Linked DNA regions of Mus musculus: region 1 is linked to region 2. The links are chromatin contacts, called in public HiChIP or PLAC-seq maps. All regions are on one chromosome and are shown on one strand. Each heading gives the region's core, a stretch centred on a gene start, on an enhancer-like site or on the middle of the called end of the contact. The rest is flanking DNA. Distances are from core to core; before and after follow the strand shown. Region 1 overlaps Cacna1g (calcium channel, voltage-dependent, T type, alpha 1G subunit). Region 2 has its middle 7.1 kb from the start of Spag9.

What was found. HiChIP or PLAC-seq counts read pairs in DNA pulled down with a chosen protein or histone mark.
Region 1: a contact with region 2 is called in an H3K4me3 HiChIP or PLAC-seq map of bone marrow-derived macrophages, with 11 times the contacts expected there. The contact joins two enhancer-like sites. A contact is called at or near these places in 5 of 484 Hi-C or Micro-C datasets (the G1E-ER4 cell line, cerebellum, embryonic stem cells and 2 more) and 2 of 115 datasets of contacts at active chromatin or transcription factors (bone marrow-derived macrophages and pancreatic cancer cells).

What each region holds. Positions count from the first base shown.
Region 1 is chr11:94,408,213-94,413,508 of GRCm38.p6, forward strand. It overlaps Cacna1g (calcium channel, voltage-dependent, T type, alpha 1G subunit), which reads right to left. Exons shown (of 35, transcript NM_001177888.1): 33 at 3,227-3,404; 34 at 2,819-2,988; 35 at 179-1,664. The coding sequence ends at 933. Among named protein-coding and RNA genes, the nearest start is that of Abcc3, 18 kb to the left of the region's middle. Within about 2 kb of position 1,894, at least 4 of the 459 cell types and tissues checked have an H3K27ac peak or open chromatin away from gene starts, as enhancers often do. A contact at or near this core is called in bone marrow-derived macrophages, where this site is marked.
Region 2 is chr11:93,986,076-93,991,973 of GRCm38.p6, forward strand. No RefSeq gene overlaps it. Among named protein-coding and RNA genes, the nearest start is that of Spag9, 7.1 kb to the right of the region's middle. Within about 2 kb of position 2,821, at least 144 of the 459 cell types and tissues checked have an H3K27ac peak or open chromatin away from gene starts, as enhancers often do. A contact at or near this core is called in bone marrow-derived macrophages, where this site is marked.

The DNA of each region.
Region 1 (5,296 bases), core at 644-3,143, 420 kb after region 2:
GCATTTGAGCTCATCCTCTCTCAGACACAAAGCTCATATGCACCAATGCTCAGGGACGCGCACAGGCACGCGCACACACAGGCAACCCCGAACCTTCCCTCCCACCACCCACTTCCTTTCTCCAGGCCTCTAAACACGCCTATCTCTGCATCCCCTTTGCTTTTACTCTGGACTGTAATTAACTTTTTATTTTGGAAAATTACTTTATTTTATATAGATATATAGATATATAGATATGTATGTATATATATAAAAAGGTTCCATTTCATTTGTAAAATCTCATTTTTTTTTCTCTTTTTCTCTTTTTTTTCCCCTACAGAAAACGATGACGAGGTTAAAGGAGAAAATAAGTTACATGACAGTTTCCAAAATGGTTCTCGCTTTCCGTTGAAGATGGGCCGCCGTTGGGTTGTAATACACTCACGGCCCCCGGCTTGTGCTTTACAAGAAGAGGGGATAGAACTAGACTGGTTATTTTAGGTTAAAATAGCCAAGAGACAGACGCTTTCGCCTCAAAAATATTCTGAGACACATAAAAGAAGAAGGAACCAAGTCTCTTCAGTCACAAAATGTCGTACATCCAGCATATACTAGATTCAATTAATTTAATAAAATAGAATATACATAGAGATTCTGCACAAACGTATTGCTTTCTCCCAACAGCTCCTGGTGTCGAGAGCCTTGGCCACACTGGGCATCTCCTTCTCCTTCTTCCCGGAGGCCGGGGGGCTCCAGGGCTGTGTTCTCTTCAGACTGACTCTCAGGAAGTCCTGCTTGTCATCCCTCAGCCACTGAAGAAGGCATGCGAGGTGCCTCGTGGCTACTTACGCCCCTTTGCTGCTTACATGGGACTTTTCAGAAGGACTGCCCAGGAGGCGGAGCTAGGATCTGCACCCAGTGGAGAAAGGTGATGGGGACAGAGTGGGTAGGACTCAGGGATCCAGGTCTGTTGGGTCAGAAGACAAACCAGAGAGACTCAGCGCATCTTTCTTTGGGGAGGGTGAGGCAGCCGTGCTGTCAAGGGGGCTGGAGGCCGAGGGATCCTTCGAGTCACTGGCCGGCGCCCTCCTCCTGAGGCAGACGCCAGGACTGCATGGGGGCCGAGGGCCCTGGCTCTCCGGGGGGTCTATAGAGATACTGGGTGGGCTGAGTTTTTTCTTAGGCCGGCTCCCAGGGCCCCCAAGAGGTTGGCCCCCGAGGCTTGAGGGGCTTGGACATAGGCGGGGCTGGGAGCCGCTGTCCAGGCAGCTGACAGCGATGGAGTGTCTCCTCTGTTCGTCTAGCCAGGACCCAGGCCTGCGCCGGCAGCTCTGGGCCTCTACACTGTAGCATTTTTTCAAGTCCCGTGGGGACAGGGGTTCTTCCTGACTGCTGGGCAGGAGGTCTCCTGAAATCCAGCTCAGCTCCGTGTCCAGCTCTAAGCTGCTTCTGGTCTCTTGAGGGTCCTTGGCCCAGCTGGGTTCCAGGCCTGGGCAAGGGGCTGGCAGGCGGATGTGCTTGGAGACTTTGCTCTGGCTGCCGGAGCGCTGCTGCACCTGGATGCTCGACCCGCCCCAGAAGGATGAGGAGCGGGTCAGAGGGCAGGAGGGCCCACTCACCTCTGACAACAGGTCTTCCCGGCTACCCAGGCCCTGCACGTCCAGGGAGTCAGTCCTTATTGCTGCCTGTAGGGAGTGGAAGCAGGGCTCAGACCAGAGATTTCCTTTCCAACTCGGATCATCCTTTATCCTTTCTGTCATGCTGGCTGTCCCTAACCCCCCCACAAAGCTGCAGGACCACCCTATTAGCTTCTCTTATTGGGGGTGATGAGCCCTCTGAGCTCTGTGGACCACACCTCCCCTTCAACCACCAAACCTTTCTTCTGTCCTCCCTGCTCTACTTCCCCAAATCATCCTGCAGGAGGAACTCTCTGCAGTCTTTGGGCTCTGGGAAGCCAGAAAGAACTCACGCCAGTTCTGCTTCCCAATCTGGCCCCTTTGTGCCTCTAGCCTTCAGGGAGAAAGAGCAAGGCAACGATTCCCTCGGCCTTGAATTCCCTTCCCAACGGCAAGCATCCCTTGCTCTGCTGAACATGGGTTTTCTGTGATGAGTACCTGCCAATCCACTTCAAGTAAAACTAACCCTTGTCTCCTCGGGGCTCCCTGCTATAATACACAAGCACCATGGGGCTCTAACCTGTGACTGCTGTGATCTGATAGCATGTGTGTCTCTGTCCTTACTGAGCTCAGAGAGCAGGAACTGTATCCCAGTGCCTAGCAGCAGGAAGCTGCTAGGGGAGTGGGTGTGGGAAGAGGGACCATGCCTGACCCCCACGAGCATGATGCTGACAGATATTCCTATATCTGTGATCAGGAGACACAGACATCAACACAAGGCACACAAGCATCATCTGGCTCTATAAGTCACTCTCTGGTTCATGGATGGTGGATCCCAGGCTTGGCCAGAAGTAAAGACACGTAAACCCTGCCTTACGTCCTTCAGTTTAGCCCAAAGTGTGGAAACTCTGGACCTGGGATTGGGAGCCTTGATACCTGGGTACCACCTCCAATGGATGTTGGTTGCCATGGCAACAACTGTACCTTGGCCCCTAGGCCTCCTCAGTGAAACAAGGTGTGTTCATGAGGTGGGGGGGTGGTGGTGGTGGTGGTAACTCCCAACTACTTCTCTTTTACCCAATACCGTGTTCCTAGTACCTAGAGCTGCTCTCTCATTGGCTGGAAGAATAAAAGTGTTGACTCTGGCCATTACCGACAGCACAGGAATTCCAATTGGAGAGTCTCACCCCAGGACCTAGGTCCAGCCCTTCACACTTGCTTACCTGGCGCCTGAGAGGCCTCTGAGCCAGAGGGGAGCGGCCAGGTGGGGGTAGTTTAGGGATGGCGCCCCAGGTGGGAGCCCCATGAGGCTGGAGCAGATAGTGTGCATCTTTGGGAAGCTGTAGGATGCAGCTGGTGTCTGCTGGTTGGGAGTGAACAGACAAGATGGAGCCTGTGGGGAAGGGACAGGGAGGGTTGAGTAGAGATAGTGTTTGATGCTTTCCTTCGGGTCCTCCTCCCCATCAGAGCCTTTACCCATCACTGCCCTAGGATGAGAGCTACCTCCTCTAGTCTGGGTATTTCCCTTTAGCTTAGGGTTTCTTCAAAATAAGAGACACTGCTTTTTGTTGGTCTTAGGCAAGGTCGTCTCTCCTCGTGTGAGCTAAGCTGTTTCACCCCAGACTTGGTACCTGACTGGGCTTTGGGGAGCCCCCAGCCCCTGTGTCCTAGGGATCTCTCGGCAGTGCTCCCATTGCGGCACATGTAGCTGTCATTGGGCAGAGAGTGTGTCCGGCTGACACCAGACTTCCTCACAGTCAGCAGGTCTGGTCCTAGGGGGACTGGCCCCTCCTCAGTGTGAGGTACCATCTGCAAGAGGATGAGAGGATGGGGTGAAGAGCATGCAGATGGGGTTTGGTAGCTGAGGAAAAGCTAGACAGCAGGAACTAAGCCCTCTCCCGCCAGACCCACAATCTCCTCCCACATACACCTACCCACACCCACCTCCACACCCTCCTAGGCCAAGGTAATGGGCATGAGCATGGAAGGAAATAGGAAGACATACAATGAGTCTCTACGTACAGGGAGGAAGGAGTGGAAAGGCCCCACCCTGAGAGCATGCCCACAGAATCACCCGTGAGCCTCTGGGCTGGGGATGGTGGAGGACCAGGAGGGGAGAAAAAAGAGAGCAGCCCCCAGAACTGCATGTGATCCTCTCAGAGAGTCTGAAAGTTACCCCAGGGATCAACAGGGGACAGGCCTGAGCTAGATCCATGCAGGTTAAATAACAGGTAAACACAAGGGAGATGTCCCATCGTATTCTGCGGATCTACTTTAATCACACAGAGACTCTAGAGGGTGGAGGTGGGTAGCAAGTCCTGGGCACTGGGAACTCAGTACTCCCTCAGGGGACAGACTGAGGTGGGAGTGGGTCTGGGAAACCTGTTTTAAAGAAAGGAAATGATCAGCCCAGGACCCCAGAAGAAGAAACCAAGGCTAGATCCCAAAGAGTCTCTCTCCCTCTTTAGAATCCTTTTCGCTAGGCTACTCTGTCTCAAGGAGGCTGAAAAGCCCCTCCCCGCCCATGGGCTCAGCTGGTCTCAGTCCCAGCAAGTGGAAGATGGCAAGGCTGAGTAGAGCCTGAGTCTTTCCCTTCTATTCTCAATCCCAGGACCTACTCCTTCCAACTGGCCACATCCTCTAGAGCCCCTCCCAGACTTTGATCAAGATCCTGCCTCAGCTGACCCAGCTCTCACCAGTAGGCAATGGGTGAGAGGAGGGGGGCTGCTCACTGTCGTGGGAGAGGGGGCAGGGGGAAACTGAGGAAAGGTAGGAAGGTCAAAGTACCAAAGCCCCAGGAGCTTGTTGAGGACAGGACACAAAGACACACAGGGACAGCAAAAGGAAACAGGAACAGTTCCCCAGGGGGAAAGGCATGGTGGTGACAGCAAAGATATGGGTCTCACCCAGGACACTAGTGAGTCTCATGAGAGAGAGGCAGGAGGAGGGAGCAGGGAGGGAGGGTTGGCTGGTACAGGGCTCCAAACACAGAAGCTGACTCCCAAGCTACTTCTGTTTTGGGCTATCATTCCTGGAATAACCCTGTCACCACGGCTGCTCATGTGACCCCTCTGAGCAGGGTCTTGGTTTTTATCTTATCTAATTCCTTTATTACCCGCAGGGGGTACAAGGAAAAAATTCATGCCAGCAAAGGCTGGGGCACTTTGTGCCCACAAGTGAACGCCTCTGGGCAGGACCTGGGCACAGAGTGGGAGGAAGACCTGGAGCCCTGCAGCCAGCCGAACCCAGGCTGGGGGAGCAGCAAGGGATGTGTGCATGTACATTGCTCTCCAGGGCACTAAGTAAGAGTGTGTGAGTGTCATCAGGCAAAGAGTCATCCGTCAGAGCTAGAGAGCAGGACGGTTCAGACACAATCTCTGACGTCAGAGACAGAGCCTCCATCTCAGCTAGAGGGATCTAGACAGGAGAGAGATGAGCAGGCGTGAGAAACCAGGACACACACTGGGCACACTCGCAGCCCCCACTTCCCCTTTTCCACAAAGCGGGGAAGAAGGCATTCCATTTCACTCCCCGCCCCTTGCCCAATATACCCACGGCCCCTCCCCTCTCCCACTTCAACCCCCTGTGCTGATCAGAGAGTCTGCAGCAGGCACCAAAGAGACAGAGCAAACACTGGCAAAGCAGAGAGACCAAGAGACGCAGAAACACATTCTAAAGATACCCCAGGCATCTTAGCAGCC
Region 2 (5,898 bases), core at 1,571-4,070:
AAAGATAGGATGTCATTATGAAGTTCTGGCTGTCCTGGAACTCTCTATATAGGTCCAGATGGCCTTAAACTTTGGATGACCCTCCTGCCTCTGCCTCTCAAATGCAGGCACGATAGGTACGAGCTGCCACATTTGCATCTTAGAGATAAGATCTTAAAATTCAGGTATTCCTACTCCCATTTTACGACCTTGGGCCACATCCTTAATGTGCTGTTCAAGCTGCTCTCTTATTGTTGTTGTTGTTGTTGTTATTATTTCCTGTGATTGAGCATTTTGCATGCATAGCTCTCTGTACACCATGGGCATGCCTGGAGCCAGAAGAGAGCAGCAGATGCCCTGGAACTGGAGTTACCACTGTGAGCCCCAATCTGGATGCTGGGCACTGAACCCTGTCTTCTGGAAAAGCAGGCAGTGTTCTTAACTGCTGAGTCATCTCTTCATCCTCATGCTATTCTTGAACAGCTGCAAGTGTGAGACCACAGTATTCCTAAAGCTCCCATAACAGGTTTTTTTTGTTTTTGTTTTTGTTTTTGTTTTGTTTTGTTTTGCTTTGTTTTGTTTTGTTTTTCCAAGACAGGGTTTCTCTGTGTAGTCCTGGCTGTCCTGGAACTCACTTTGTAGACCAGGCTGGCCTCAAACTCAGAAATCCACCTGCCTCTGCTTCCCGAGTGCTGGGATTAAGTGCCACCATGCCTGGCTCCCATAACAGTTTTTAAACAATTCCTCTTTCTTTCTTTCTTTTCTCCTTTTTCTTTGTTGTTTTGAGACACAGTCTTCTTATATAGCTCATGCTGGCTTAGAATTCAATAATTTAGTCCAGGTTGACCTCAAAGTCACGATCCTCCTGCTTCAGTCACCTAAACTTATAAGCCTGTGCCCCCAGGGCAAACATATTCTTTCCTTACATATAAAATTCTTGTGTTAGAAGGGATGCCTACAGGGATGAATCCTCCTTGTTCAGACCCACGATCTCATGCTCAATGAGATATTGTCTTTGACTTATGAACTTGAAAGTAGTGCTCGCTTTGGCAGCACATAGATTAAAACAGGAACTTGAAAGCTTAGTGTGTGGGTGAGTAGGTGTATGTGCACACACATGTGCACTCATACATGCACTCATGAGTGGGAGAATACTAAACTCAGGTCACAAGGCTTGCTGGATAAGCACTTTTTTGTAAGCGTGTCAGGGTTTCTCTCTATGTATGCCCCTGTTAGTCTGGAACTTGCTATGTAGATCAGGCTGGCCTCAAACTCACAGAGCCCCACCTGTCTCTCTGCCTCCTGAGTGCTGGGATTAAATGCAACTGCCTAACTGCCTGCCACTGTGCCCAGTGTATCGAGCACTTTTACCTGCTGAGCTGGGCCTCTGACTTGGGAACTTGAAGCAATAGATGTGTAATGGGGCTCTGAGCTGACAGTCACTAGACATTGGTTCCAACATGACCATAAACTTCAGATGGTCCTTCCATTGTAAAATGATGGGCTTGGGTGTCACTCAGTGCTGACTGACAAGCCACAGAAGGCTGACATCTCAGGAAGTTACTGTCCTGTGGAGTTTCTGGCCCTCTGTGAAAACACAAAAGCAAAGGTAGCTAGACGGTGGAAGTTACAGACTCTCTGCTGTCCCTTGGTAAACTGAACTAGGTAGATGAGTCTTTCTTCCCTGCCTCGGATGTGTGAGGCTGTTGGTTGGCAAACGGGGAGTACGCTTAGGTTTTCATCTGGCTCTGTTGTCCCTGCTAAAAATATGCCACTGGTGTCAGACTAGCTGAGTCATTTTTCATACGTGGCTGCATGGAGGAAAAGTGACAAAGGTCACCAAGGCTCTATTGGACTATTTCCCTTCTGACCAGACACCACCCTTGTTCCAATCAGCCCCTCTTTTTCTGTTTTCCTTTCCTCCCAGATAAGCTGCATATCTTACATAGAAAATGTTTTCGACAGCAAGGTATTGTGATTCAGTTTGCTCACATCCTGTTTCTGCTCATGGACTGACCTCATCTTAGATTTCGTTTCTTCATTTATTTAATTTTCCTTTTTTGAGGAAGAGAAGTTGCTTCTCACTTTTGTACCTTCACTTTAGAGTGTGTAGACTGATTTCATATATAGTCATCCCCCTGGTGATGTGGCAACTTGAGGACAGGTTCTAGCTAGCTTACTAGCGTTCTGCCTTTCATCTCACCTCCCTGCCCCCCAAAGGCTCTCACCCTGCAGCTCTGATCCCAGGCTGTACTGGAACTCACTGTGTAGCCAAGGTTGGCTTCTCACTTATGCTAACCTTCCAGCTCAACCTCTGGGGTCCTAGGATTACAGCGGTGAGCAACTCTGCTTGGCAGAAGTCAACTCTTAACAAGAATGGATCTGCAAGGTCGTCCCCATGAAATCTGTTTACAGAATGTTTGGGGGGGGCGCAGGTGCAGCTCAGCGGCACTTATCTAGCAAGTCCACGGCACTGCCAACAACAGAAACAAGCCTTTCAAAAGAAAGAGCCATGGAACACTCTGAAAAAATACTCTGACACTTATCAGGAATCCAACATTCCATAATCAACTGCCTCTCCAGACATGTTGCAGTTCGTATGGAGCAATGAGTCACTTGGCTTTGCACACAGCCATACCAGCAGGCCTGAGCCCTGAGAGCTCTCTTTCTTTCAGTGACTTCCTCTCTCTTCCTAGGTGGGAAAACACGCGAGTAAAGCAAGAAAAACTTAGTGTCAGATAGAAATAACTACAGCAGGTTTGTAAGGCTGGCTACACAACTGGACTGGTAACTCCAGCCTTCCCCGGATGATAACTATTGTGCTTCGGAAGAAACTCCTCCCTTCCTTCCCTCATCAACTCCCCACCCCCATCTCCTCGCCTTACAGTCTCCTCAATTTCTGCAAGGGTAAGGAATCTCTTGGAATGGAATTTCCTTTCCTTCAGGAATCAAAAGTAAACACACTCCAAAGTCCACACTGAGACTTGTTTTTCCCCGATAATTCTTGGTCTTTATGAGACTCTCAGTCCTTGGGGGTTAGAGATAAATTCTGGGAATCAGAGGTCTACCATTGCCTATATAATTAGGAACTCACTACCAGGTTCCTGTTACTGCTACTAAAAACAGAGTCAGAATTTTACTATTAACCTGTGTGTGTGTGTGTGTTGTGTATGATGTACACTAAAGACATATGAGCACCAGCATGTGTGTGGCCCTGTACACATGTGGATAGAGGTCAGAGGAAAACTTTCTGAAGTCAACCATCCACCATGGCTTCCAGAAGTCAAACTCAGGGCATTAGGCTCGCTTGGCAAGAGCTTTATGTGCCCAGCCATCTTAACCATCCATTTTATTTTTATTTTAAGAATTTTTAACTTTTTGTTCTCTCTGAGACAGGGACTTTGATTCAGAGAGTGTCATTAATATGCATTGCACACACACACACACACACACACACACACACACACACTCAGGTTGATTGGGAGGCTGGTCTTGCCAGATGAGTTCACTGGCCCCAAGGAAGGAGGCAAGGGAAGTTGCCATGGAGAAGGAGAGAGGGAAGGGGAATGAGAGAGAAACAGTGGAGACACAAAGAGAGGGAGAGGAGAGAGAGAATATTCTAGAGATGCAACAGACCCTCACCCAGGAGTCAGCAAGAAGAGGGAAATTGATATCAATATGCTGTCTAGGCTACATCCACTGGCAGCTTGCTATTTGTGTGCTAACTATTCCCAGAGGTGTGGGAGTCTCGGGCAGCGGCTGAAGTCTCTGAGTGTCACATCTCACATCACCTGTGCAGAGTAAAGATGGGGCTGCTTATGAGACATCAGCATTCTGCAAAGAAGGTGTTAAGGGACGAGTTCTCACATCTCTTGAAATGTCTTCCATCGTTGGTCCTGATTGGACTTGCTGGATTGTCTGAGAAGATCTGAAGTGGGCCGGAGCAAATCAAATGCCGAAAATTAAGACCTTCATGGTCACCTTGGGAAAATCTGGCCACACTGACACTGCAACACACCTACCCACCAAGTGCTCCCATTGATTGTCTCAACTCCCAGCCCTGTTCTTGCTGTTTGGATTCTTATCCACTAAATTCCAGTCCCCTGGAAAGGAAGTCATGGGCCAGATTGGGATGGTAGCATCATATGCTCAAATGACTACTACATGCATTCTGATCAAACAATATTTGGAACAGTGCGTGGATGGAACAACTGCTCTACCGCAGGCCGCTTTTGAGATACCACCTTTCCTGTCCCTGGAGAAAAATCTCAAGAAGCGCCTTGTGAATGATTTGAATGCATAGGTGCTCTTCGGCATAATGACTCCATCAGACTTGCTCCGCAGGCATTCGAGAACCTTTCCTCAGCAGCATTTTTTTCTTTTTTGAGCAAGCGTGAGAGTGCGAGAATGACAGCATTCAAAGCACCAATAATACAACCTGGTTCAACCTTACTACATAGAGCTAGAGAGCGCCAAATCATACGATCAGGAATAGGTGGAGAAATGAGTCTCAAAGTCCAAGCTGTTCTCAGGGCTACTGGTGCTTCGCCATGGAAAAGTGAACCAATGCTATTTTAAAACAAAAGAAAAGAAAAAAAGAAAACATAGTCTTATATAATATTTGTGTCTTTTTAGGAAACCAAAATTTTAGAATCCTCACTGCATACATCTCTATTTATTTATTCACTTATTTATTCCTTCCTTCATTTATTCACTCATTTTTGATGTAGTCTTATGTAGCCCAAGCTGGCCTGGAAGTCACTGTGTGGCTGAAGTTAACCTTGAACTTCTGATCCTCCTGCTTCAAAATTCCCAAGGGTTGGGTATACACTCCTGTGTAACTGTATCTGACCAGAACCATAATTATTTATTGGTTTTTCTTTTTAAAAAAGATTTATTTATTTTACTTATGTAAGTACATTGTAGCTGCCTTCAGACACACCAGAAGAGGGCAACTGATCCCATGACAGATGGTTGTGAGCCACCAAGTGGCTGCTGGGAATTGAACTCAGGACCTCTGGAAGAGCAGTTAGTGATCTTAACCTCTGAGCCATCTCTCTAGCCCTATTTATTGGCTTTTCAAGATAGGGTTTCTCTATATAACAGCTCTGGGTGATCTGGGAAATTGCTTTGTAGACCAGGTTCATCTCAAACTCGCAGAGATCCACTTGCCTCTGCCTCACAAGTGCTGGGATTAAAGGCAGGCATTGGCTCCACAATTTTAATTTATAATTACATTTATAAATATTAATTTATAAATACATTTAATCTATAATTGCATTATTGTAATATATTTATTATATATTACATTTATATATTACATTAATTTATAATTTCACACGGAAGCGCCATAGTATGTGTGTAGCGGTCAGAAGACAACTTGTGGAGCAACCTCGCTGCTTCCTTGTGTGCACTAGGAGTTGATGCACAGCACCACGCTTGGCAGAAGTGGCTTTACTCACTCAACCATCTTGCTGGCCCTCAGCAGCAGAACTTTAGAATGAAAGGAAAACCCTGGTCTTTAACAAATCCCCAAATTCCACAAATAAACTGAGGTTCACTAGTCTTTATGTGGTGACTTGTACCCAACAGGTACTTAGTAATTATTAGTTGGTCCTCCCCCCCACCCCCACCACCAAAGTTGTTTGCCATGACAGGACACAGGCTACTACAAGGTTCTCCACTTCAAAGCCATTTCCTTTCAACTCTCTTGCACCAGGTTACGCTGTTCCATTGGATCTACTTGTCCCGAAATTCACAGTATTGTTTCACTTATTTATCGAAGTGCTGGCAATTGAATCTAGCCTAGTGTACAATAAATAAGCACCATTAAACTATCTTTCCATGTTCTATCCCTCCCCCTCTGTCTGTCTGTCTGTCTGTCTGTCTGTCTTTCCTCTATCTCTGTGTGTTTGTATG